Regions from separate parts of the Mus musculus genome. Here region 2 is linked to region 1. Evidence: chromatin contacts called from public HiChIP or PLAC-seq data. All regions are on one chromosome and are shown on one strand. The core of a region is the stretch at or near the end of the contact, and the rest is flanking DNA. Distances in the headings are between cores, read along the strand shown. Region 1 has its middle 19 kb from the start of Gm31678. Region 2 holds the start of Dapp1 (dual adaptor for phosphotyrosine and 3-phosphoinositides 1).

Region 1 (4,794 bases), core at 826-3,325:
TTTCTTTCTTTTTTTTTTTTTTTTTTTTTGAGAAAGCCTTTTTAATTCTTTATTCTTTCAGCACGCTGCCATCGTGTGGTAGCTTTGCTCTTTCACACACAAATCCTTCAGATGCAATTATGTTGTACAATGACCCCTGCTCCTTCCCGGGGCTGAGGACGAATTCCTCTAAAAAGCTGAGAGGAGAATAAATGTCTCCCTTTAGTCTAGGGTATGATAGAAATCTGTGTGTAATTTGCTAAGTTTGTGATGTATGTATAATTTGCTAAAATGAAAGAAGGGATGTGAATGAAGAACATGCGGACACGAAGGAAGCTAAAGAAGACTTAATTGGGACATCTGGTCAAAACCCTTGCAGACAGTTGAGACAGGACCATCCTCAAGTCAACCTAGGCTTTACTGGGAGAGCCCAGTCTCACCAGAAAGAAAATTAATTAATTCAAAATTAGGATGTAATCTAACAAAGTTTTTCGTAAAATACTTGCTATGAGTTTTGAAATTTTGTTCCTATGATACGTTTTTATACTTGACACTGTATGTGGTTTTCTGTAAACACAGGAAAACCCAGTGAAATTAACAGAATTAAATTCTATCATGCACGAGAGCGTGATCGAACAGGTCTGTATCCCAGCACTTGGGAGGTGGAGGCAGGAAGATCAGAAATTCTCATCTCTGGTGGCTACATAGTAGAATCCATACTCAATAAACTGCTCAATAAAAATTCAAAGAGCCCTTGTTCCTGTCTGAGGTTCAAGCTGACCAGACAGAAAACCCAAATCGTGTCACTCACATTCCAAGCTGTTTGTCTATGCTTCTGCAACATTAGGACTCAGAGCTAATATCCAAATTTCCCTCGGCTTAACCCTCCCAGTAGAACCCAATGTCAACCAGATGGGTCTTCTATCCTTGGCCTTAGAAGGAAAGCCAGTTTACAATGGTCCATCTACTCTTTGTCCTCTTTTGTGTTCTTCCTGTTTCCACCAGCCTTTCCCTGTCTATAAAACCAACCTCTGCCCAGCCCACAGAATACGAATGTTCTAGTTTGTGAAATAAAGCATTGCCCTATTCTAGAAAGACATTGTTGTAATTTCATCCTTGAGAGGTCTCAGGTCTGCCCACATTTGGGAATGGTACTGTCTTAGGAACTCACCACTGCCTTTTTCCCCAAATAAGAAGTCAATACAACCAATGGGATGGCTCGCAGCTTCCCGGCACGTTAACTATTTTAGATCACTCACAAGATTAGAGTCATGGATTGATAGCATCATGCATCCCCCAAATTCATATGTTGAGGTCCTAATCTCAAGTCCCTCAGAATGTAACCTTATTTGGGAAGAGGTTCTTTACAGAGGTAATAAAGTTAAAATGAGATCATTAGAATAGGCCCAAATCCAATACAACTGGTGTCGTTATAAAAAGAATAAATCTGAACACAGTGACATTTATAAAGAGGAGAGGATATGGAGACACAGGGAAAAGATGGCAATCAGCAAATCCAGAGGAAGGGCCTGAATCAACCCTTCCCCTCACCACATGCCCAAGAAAACCACTTACCCACACTTGCTCATGAATGTCTTAAACTCCAAGATCATACTTCTGTTGTTCAGGGTCTCCTGACTCTTTAAAACATTTTTTATTTGTTTTTTGTTTACGTTATAAATGATTTATCAGCATGTACATCTATACCCCATGTGTACCAAGTGCCTGTGGAGGCCGGAGGAGGGCATGAGACCCCCTAGAACTCTAATTACAGACTTTGATGAGCTGATGTGTGAGTACACAGTGCTGAACTTGGAACACGAGTGCTTTTAACCACAGCGTCATCGCTCCAGTCCCAGAGTCTCCTGACTCCTGAACATTTCTATGGAGAAACTAAAGCCAAAGAAAGCTGTGACATGCCCCAAAGTCAAAGAATGCCAATGGGGCAGAATCAGGATGGTTCTCATCTTTGTTATTTTTCACCTGTCACTCCAAATACCTGTTGTTCCTCCTCAATGCCTTCCTTTCCTGGAACAGCCCTTCTACACACTGTTTCCTCCCACTGCAGACAGAAGACCCAGTAAAGGGCACTGTTTCCTCTTTCTAGTAGTCTCTATTTTTTTCATTTGAGAGAACTCCTTAGGCTGGCTCCAATGCCCGCAAGCCAAGAATGTGTGAAGTAGGTGAAACTCACTTAAATTAAAGTGTTCTAGCCAAGGACGCTTAGAGTGTACCAATCAGTAGCCAGTGGGGAAACAAAGAGCTAACAGCAAGGGTGCAGAGGTGCTCTTCTTGGAATACACAGAATGCAAGCAGATTAGAGAGGTAAGCTCGGGTTTTCTATGAAATGGAGACTTGCAGGCCAGTAGTGTTTTCTTTTTCTTCTTTCACTTTTGCATCTGACAGAATGAAATCTACAAGAAATAGGCTGAATCATTGCAGTTGAATCTCTCAAAGCTGTTACCGAGAAGTGGAATGGGTTAAAGGGTAAACACACCACAACCATCTGTTCCTCTTTTTAAAAGAAGGAGTCCAGATTTGGGCGTATTTCTTTAATAAGAGCTTGAGACATTAATGGAAATTTAGGGCTCAGAGTTTTTGTTTTCCATATTATTCATAGTGATTACAAAGGGGCGGAGCCTCTAGGGTGACCAAGGACTCTTTAAAGTTTGTGTAGAAAGAGCAGTTTGCTCCTTTGATGGGATCACTGGCAAGGCCTTTGCTTCTCCCGTTGTTTGCCAGGCTTAGACTACTGGGCTGTGTTCTAGATACCATAGAGACATAAATAAACCAAAAGTATTGTTTGGCAGTTGTCAAACCGGGAAAGGTATTGACATACTCAGTAATGAGTGATTACTCTCTTCAGTTACCTGAGGACATTTAGTTACAGCTGTTCAATGTGTCTGGGACAGATCAAAGGTGTGCACCACCATGTCCAGTGTGGGTTCCATCGTTTAACTGATGGTAGGAAGTGGAGAGAATCTGTTACTCCATCATAGTTACTGGAATTTAATATCAGGGATTTGCAAAATAGCAAATTCCCTGCTCACACTGGCAGGGGCTAGAATTCCCGAGGCTCTTTCTCAGTCTTGTTTCCTTCCTTAAGCATCTTTGCAAAGCAGTCCTGGCAAACAATGGGAGAAGCAAAGGCCTTGCCAGCGATCCCATCAAAGGAGCAAACTGCTCTTTCTACACAAACTTTAAGAGTCCTTGGTCGCCCTGGAGGCCCCACCCCTTTGCAATCACTGCTTATAAAGATTCTAGAGAGCAGCCAAGCAATCACAAGCCAGCTGTGCATGCTCCTCCAGCCCCAAGCCAGTCTCCAGATCTGAAGGAGCTCAGCGACAGGACCTAAGCACTGTGTGCTCCTCAGGAGTGCTCTATAAAGGGGCGTCGTCACTCAGCATGTTAACATCTGCAAGAGAAAGATTCCTCTCAGTATCTTATGAGAAAGATGTCTGATATATTTTGGATAAATGTCCTATATATTTTGCTTTTAATTCATCAATTTGAGCATTGTCCATTTTGATGGCCAATTCCCGTGTCATAACCAATGTTATTTGTGTTTCCTTTTTCTCCCTGCCTTACTCCATTGAAGCCAGATCTGTCTTAGAAGCTGCAGTGGGGCATACAGCCAGTAAGCTGCAGCAATGGTAAAATTAATAATAACAGCAACAACATGGAAAGAAATAGAGGAATGCACATAGTATTGATTGCTGGCCTTCACATGTGCACTCACAGAGGAACACGCTTGTCCATATACAACCTCACACAGGAAAATCCCTTCAACTTGAAATAGCTTACTATTAAGATTAGACTGTTACTATTGCTGTGCAGTAGGTTGATGGTTATCAAGCATGAAAGTAATCTTTTCTGACTGAAAATTAAGCACAAATGCCTAATTCGCTTGGCCTTTTAAAGTTGTGAAGATAATAATTTAATGTATGTATATAGTGGAGAGGGCAACAAAAGTCATTTACCAAAAAGCAGGAAGAAATTTAGAAAGGAAATTTCACTTTTGAAAATTAATTTGAATTATCTATCAAATGTTTAAAGTGTTTCAGAAAGAAAAAAGTTTAATGAAACATAGCATATATACATATATATACACATATATATATTCAATGTATTATATCATATATATATGTATATATATGTATATATATATATATATATATACATATATATATTCAATTGCATTGAAGGTCAAAGTGATAGGTTATGTATATTGCTCTTCCAAAGTATCCAAGTTTGATTCCCAGTACCCATGTCAGGGGGTTCACAGCCACATGTAGCTCAAGCTCCAAGGGCATTCAATGTCTGTGGCTTCCATGAGCACCTGCACTCATTCATATATATATATACACACATATACATATACACATACACATACTCTTAAAAATAATAAAAATAAATTAAAAACAATTCTATACAAGACTGATCCCAATCGCACATGGGAAGAAAAGGATCAACCCCTGCAATAGTCCTTTGACTGCTACAATTACACTGTCACACTCCAGCATGCACAAAGAGACAGACACACAGACACACACACTAAACAAATAAATAAATAAAAATTTAAAGATACAGTTATTTTGTAACATGTGAGGTATTTCTGTAACTGGGAGCCAGTCCTGAATAAGGGAAAGGTGCTTGCAGAGTTCCACGCACGTATTGAGGAAGTACAGGGCTAAGGGTAGGGTTGATTTGACTCTGGGTTTGGCCCATAGCGCACTGAGAGTTCCACATTTTGCAGCAACCTCAGCCAAAGCTGCAGGCCTAGGGTAGGGACCAGATTCAACTATGGACAGGACA
Region 2 (4,794 bases), core at 1,626-4,125, 160 kb after region 1:
TTCCCCAAACAGCTAGATCACGGATTGTGTTTACCTGGTTTGTGCTCCTTACTGGTTTTCAAGGGAGGTGAAAATCTGCTACCACCGGCTACAGTGACAGTCGCGCTCTTCAAGTTTATCTTATGTAAAATGCACCTCAATGAAGTTATTATTGGCCACAGGCCCCAACCTCTCAACAGAATGCCACAACTCATTAGTGATTTTAAAATTTAGGGGCATGCCCTAAATTAAAATAAATGATAAAACTGTACCTAACCTAACCCGTCAGAGAATATACATTTTATACCTTGATTCTTAATTCCAGTCTTGCTTTAGAGGCACGTAGAGGAAGAAAACAAATGTTAGCTCAGAGACATCTCTCTCTCTCTCTCTCCCTCTCTCTCTCCCTCTTTCTCTCCCTCTCCCTCTCTCTCCCTCTCTCCCTCTTTCTCTCCCTCTCTCTCCCTCTTTCTCTCCCTCTTTCTCTCTCTCTCTCCCTCTCTCCCTCTCTCTCTCCCTTTCTCTCCCCCCTCTCCTTTCTTCCTTCCTTTCTTTTTCTCTTCCTCCCTCCCTCCCTCCCTCCCTCCCTCCCTTCCTTCCTTCCTTCCTTCCTTCCTTCCTTCCTTTCTTAGTTCATATGCCTAGGAAGTACTCAGTTGGTAGAGTGCTTGCCTTGAATCCTGGAAGCCCTGCATAAGTGGGGTGTGATGTTATACACCTCTTATCCCAGGCCTTGGGAGGTACAGTCAGGAATATCAAGAAATTCAAGTCATCCTTGAATTAGAGCCTAAGCTATATTAGGCCCTGTATCAAGTATAAAAACAAGAATAAAAATAAGCAAATAAAAAGTTCCTTAGTCTGTCTAGCATGTAGAGAGAGTTGAAACCCACACTATAGAGCAGTTTCTTCAACAACTGAAGTTTGCATTGTTTCTGAGACCAAGTTCTGACATTCAAGAAAATGTTCAGGTCTTCTGAACTAAAGAGATCTGGATACAAACGTACCATTTATTCCGTGATAATAATAATAAGGGTCCCCGGACTTAGTACCAGACGTCTATTCTTTGCCTGGGAAGGGAAGCCTGTGGTTTACCTGCACTGCCTGTCCCCAGACACATGGTCAGGTATGTTTGTGTCCTGAGTGTGCTGACAATTCCAAAGCTTAGATCCTGCTTTCAGGATAGGATTTGTTTAATTAAAGAGACAGAGTTGAATATTTTCTGGATCTTTCTTCTCCTTTGGGTATCTTAACTTCAGAGGCTGGAGAGTGCAAAAAACACAGGTACAAACCTTGGGAGCTGGCCAGTAAGGTCGGCTCTGAACTGCTTGATTCTGGGCTGGATGCTCCCAGAGAGGCCCTTATTCTGTTTTTTTTATTTGAAGAGAAACGTGGAGAGTTTTTGGAGCTCTGAAGACCTCATAAGGAGTTTCCCTTATTGAAAATCCTAGCTGTCAATACCAAATGGCAGTACAGGTCCTTGGCTTTAAATTTAAACAGAGAATTATTGAGAGCTGCTTTTAGACTTTTTATTAATTATCATTACATGTGTGCATGGTGTGTGTGTGTGTGTGTGTGTGTGTGTGTGTACCCGTCTGACATATCATCTGTGTGGAGGTCTGCCGAGTGGGTCCCAGGACTCAATCTCAGGCTTAGCCAGGCTTAGCCGCAAGCACCTCTACTTGCTGTGCCAGCATAGTGCCGTGAGAAATTTTACAGTAACACAATATAAAATGATACAATCTCTAGTGTAAACAGAAATTTCAACCCATTCTCAGAGGAGGATGGGGCCTCTGGCAGGTAGCTGTCTCAGCTTTGTTATTTCACTGATGTGACCGATAAGATGGGGTTTAAAACCCTTTCGTGTTTATTGCCATCCTATGCAAGGTGACAGTATGTCTTTATGTCATTGGGTGATGAGGAATTCCAGCCACTTAGGTAGACAACAGGTCCAGAGTCCTCTCTCTTGGGAAACACAAGCGTGTAGGTGCAAGGCTTTGTCTCCAAGGAAACCTCCTTTCTTGTCTGAGTAGCCCTTTTTTCTTTACTAAATGTCCGGATGAGCTGTGTCATCAGGGTCCCTTCTGATGAACTCTGATGATGTCACCTAACCTAAACCTGTCTATCTGAAGCCAGGCTGTTGTTATCTTGTGTCTAAAGGCTATGAAAGAGCTCCCATTGCTGTGTGAGAAGGAGGCACCGTAGAAACATGATTGTCGTACAAACTTCCTCATTCTTTTTCTTTTGAAAAAAAAAAAAAATCCCTCTTACTCACAGCCGTGTAGTCTTTCTGTTTATGGAACCAGTGACACAGTTCACTGCCAAGAGGTGCACTCAGAGTTCTTCCACCTCACTTTAATGATAAACTAGCCCAGTATCAAAGAAACAGACGATTGTATGCACACTCCCCAGCTGCTGAAGGATGCCCAAAAGTTGATTTTTTTTTTATCACATTCTCTCAGTGTAACTGTTCTCACTTTTAGAAAAATATCTTACACTTTTACAATGAATCAGCGCCCCCAGAAGGAAGTTCCTACAGGTCAATTAAACTGGCCAGGTAGACGACCATCAGGTGGCAGTGGGAAGAGACTCGAATCCTGGAAACACTGGTCAGAGCGGCGATTTTTCAAGGAACTGGGAAGTTGTACTCATCGAAAAAGCGCTCTTACCCCAAATCCTGGAGCAGGTCTGTGCCTCCATCTGCTCTGCCCCACAGCTCTGAGGGATCCTGGGTACTCATGTTCCCTCCTAGAAGTTCTGCTCTGCCCATAAGTTCCTTTGCTTCTGATGGCTGACTCCCCGCCAGGTGCTGTATGAAGAGAGAGATGGGATCGGCTGCTGCTGGACGCGCTGCTCCTCCTCGCTAAGGCAGGAGCCGGCTGGGGCTGAGTCTCTGGCTAGCAAGGAAGTGAAACTTGGTTGCTCCTCCCACACTGCCTCTGCCACCGTGGGCCTGAGGCATAGGCAGGGGTGTTCTGTCAGTCAGGAAGTGTGCTAACTAACCCCTCTGGCAGCAGAGCACCTCAGTCACCACAACGTATTGTCAAGTTAGATTTTGCCAAAGAAAACAGAAGGACCACCCGCCCAACCAGGATGGGGCGATTAGGTCAAACTCTTTCTAGGAGTCCAAACTGTAGCTTCTCCTTACCAGGGTTTGCCTGTAGTTTGGGGGGGGGGGCGGGGAGGGGGCTATGTGCACGCGCACACCCACCTCACACAGCGGCACAAGGAACACCGAGGAAGCTTCGACGTCAGATACATCTTCTGAAGGGGTTAAAAAAATTATAGGTAAACAACCAGTCCTGCTCTAACCTACTTTGTTTCTGGTACTGGCTCAGGATTTCTTTCCAATATTCCCTTGAGGTTTCTGTAGGGGAACACTTGTTTCTCTTATGGAAGAAGGTTTGGGGGCAGAGGCTGTCGCCAACATGCCCAAAGACCTGGGTTCCATCCCCGCACCCCATAAGATCCTGTAATCCCAGCACTCTAGAGGTAGGGGCAGAAAAGTCAGAAGTTCAAGGCTATCCTCATCTACTTGGTGAATTTGAGTCCAGCCTGGGCTATGTGAGTCCCTGTTTAAAAAACAAACAAGGCAAAGGACTGAGTAAGAAGGCAGAAGAAAGTTAAAGAACAGCATCTGTCGGGGGTGTACCCAGTAGGCTGAGCTACGCTGTCCGGGGGTGTACCCAGTAGGCTGAGCTACGCTGTCCGGGGGTGTACCCAGTAGGCTGAGCTACGCTGTCCGGGGGTGTACCCAGTAGGCTGAGCTACGCTGTCCGGGGTGTACCCAGTAGGCTGAGCTACGTACGCTGTTCGGGGTGTACCCAGTAGGCTGAGCTACGCTGTCCGGGGTGTACCCAGTAGGCTGAACTACCCTGGATGCAGTGGTGTTTAGACTCATAAAGAGGAAATTCCATCTGCCTGGATGTGTATCAGTGGATGGATAAAGAGCTCTCTCTCTGCATGTTCCCCCTCCAATATCCCAAGATGAACTAGGGTTCATCTGAGGGCTGTTCCATTTGGTATCCTAAAGAGACTGATAGAACGAAGACCTTGTTCTACACAGGCTGCCAATGTCTCCTTAGGAACCGTCCTCTCTTCTGTTTCCCAATGGTTCCTGGGACTCTGGCTTTCTCTGGTGAGAAAGTCCTCAGTGCCTAGAGGCAGTCCTGGGGAGAAGCAGCTCTGAGAACACACATATAACGAACCGGCACACACTGGCTGCTATAGTTCTCTCAGACAGAGGAATATAAAGTGTCGGGCAGTGGTGGCGCATGCCTTTAATTCCAGCACTTGGGAGTCAGAGGCAAGTGGATTTCTGAGTTCGAGGCCAGCCTGGTTTACAGAGTGAGTTCCAGGACAGCCAGGGCTATACAGATAAATAAATAAATAAATAAATAAATAAACAAACAAACAAACCAACCAAACTTAAAAAAAAGATAAAGTGCACGTCAACAGAAAGGGGGCAGGGAGGGCTCCAAATCACTGGGCAAGCCATGCAACAGGTCCCCTGCTCCTTCCTGCACATTTCTCCAGTGCTGGACTGTCCTTTTCATCCCATTTTAGCACATTTGGGGGGAGGGGGGGAGTCCCATTTCTCTTAATCTCTTCCCTTTCATTCTTTCTTTTTTCTTTCTTCTTTCTCTCTTCTCTCTCTCTCTCTCTCTCTCTCTCTCTCTTTCTTTCTTTCTTTCTTTCTTTCTAGAACAACCTAAGATGATTGACTGATTTCTTCCCTCCCTTCTTCCTTCCTTCCTTTTTTCTTCCCTTTTCCACCCCCCACCCCCCAGCCTGCCTCTCTTAACTTGCTTCCCATCT

Evidence for each region. HiChIP or PLAC-seq counts read pairs in DNA pulled down with a chosen protein or histone mark.
Region 2: an H3K4me3 HiChIP or PLAC-seq map of bone marrow-derived macrophages shows a contact between it and region 1, with 2.2 times the contacts expected there. The contact joins the promoter of Dapp1 here to the enhancer-like site in region 1. A contact is called at or near these places in 1 of 484 Hi-C or Micro-C datasets (stem cell-derived cardiac mesoderm) and 4 of 115 datasets of contacts at active chromatin or transcription factors (bone marrow-derived macrophages and embryonic stem cells).

What each region holds. Positions count from the first base shown.
Region 1 is chr3:137,818,831-137,823,624 of GRCm38.p6, forward strand. No RefSeq gene overlaps it. Among named protein-coding and RNA genes, the nearest start is that of Gm31678, 19 kb to the left of the region's middle. Within about 2 kb of position 2,076, at least 26 of the 459 cell types and tissues checked have an H3K27ac peak or open chromatin away from gene starts, as enhancers often do. A contact at or near this core is called in bone marrow-derived macrophages, where this site is marked.
Region 2 is chr3:137,978,674-137,983,467 of GRCm38.p6, forward strand. It overlaps Dapp1 (dual adaptor for phosphotyrosine and 3-phosphoinositides 1), which reads right to left and starts at 2,876. Exons shown (of 9, transcript NM_011932.3): 1 at 2,646-2,876. The coding sequence starts at 2,746. The region is part of intron 2 of Gm19708 (a long non-coding RNA gene); the gene reads left to right.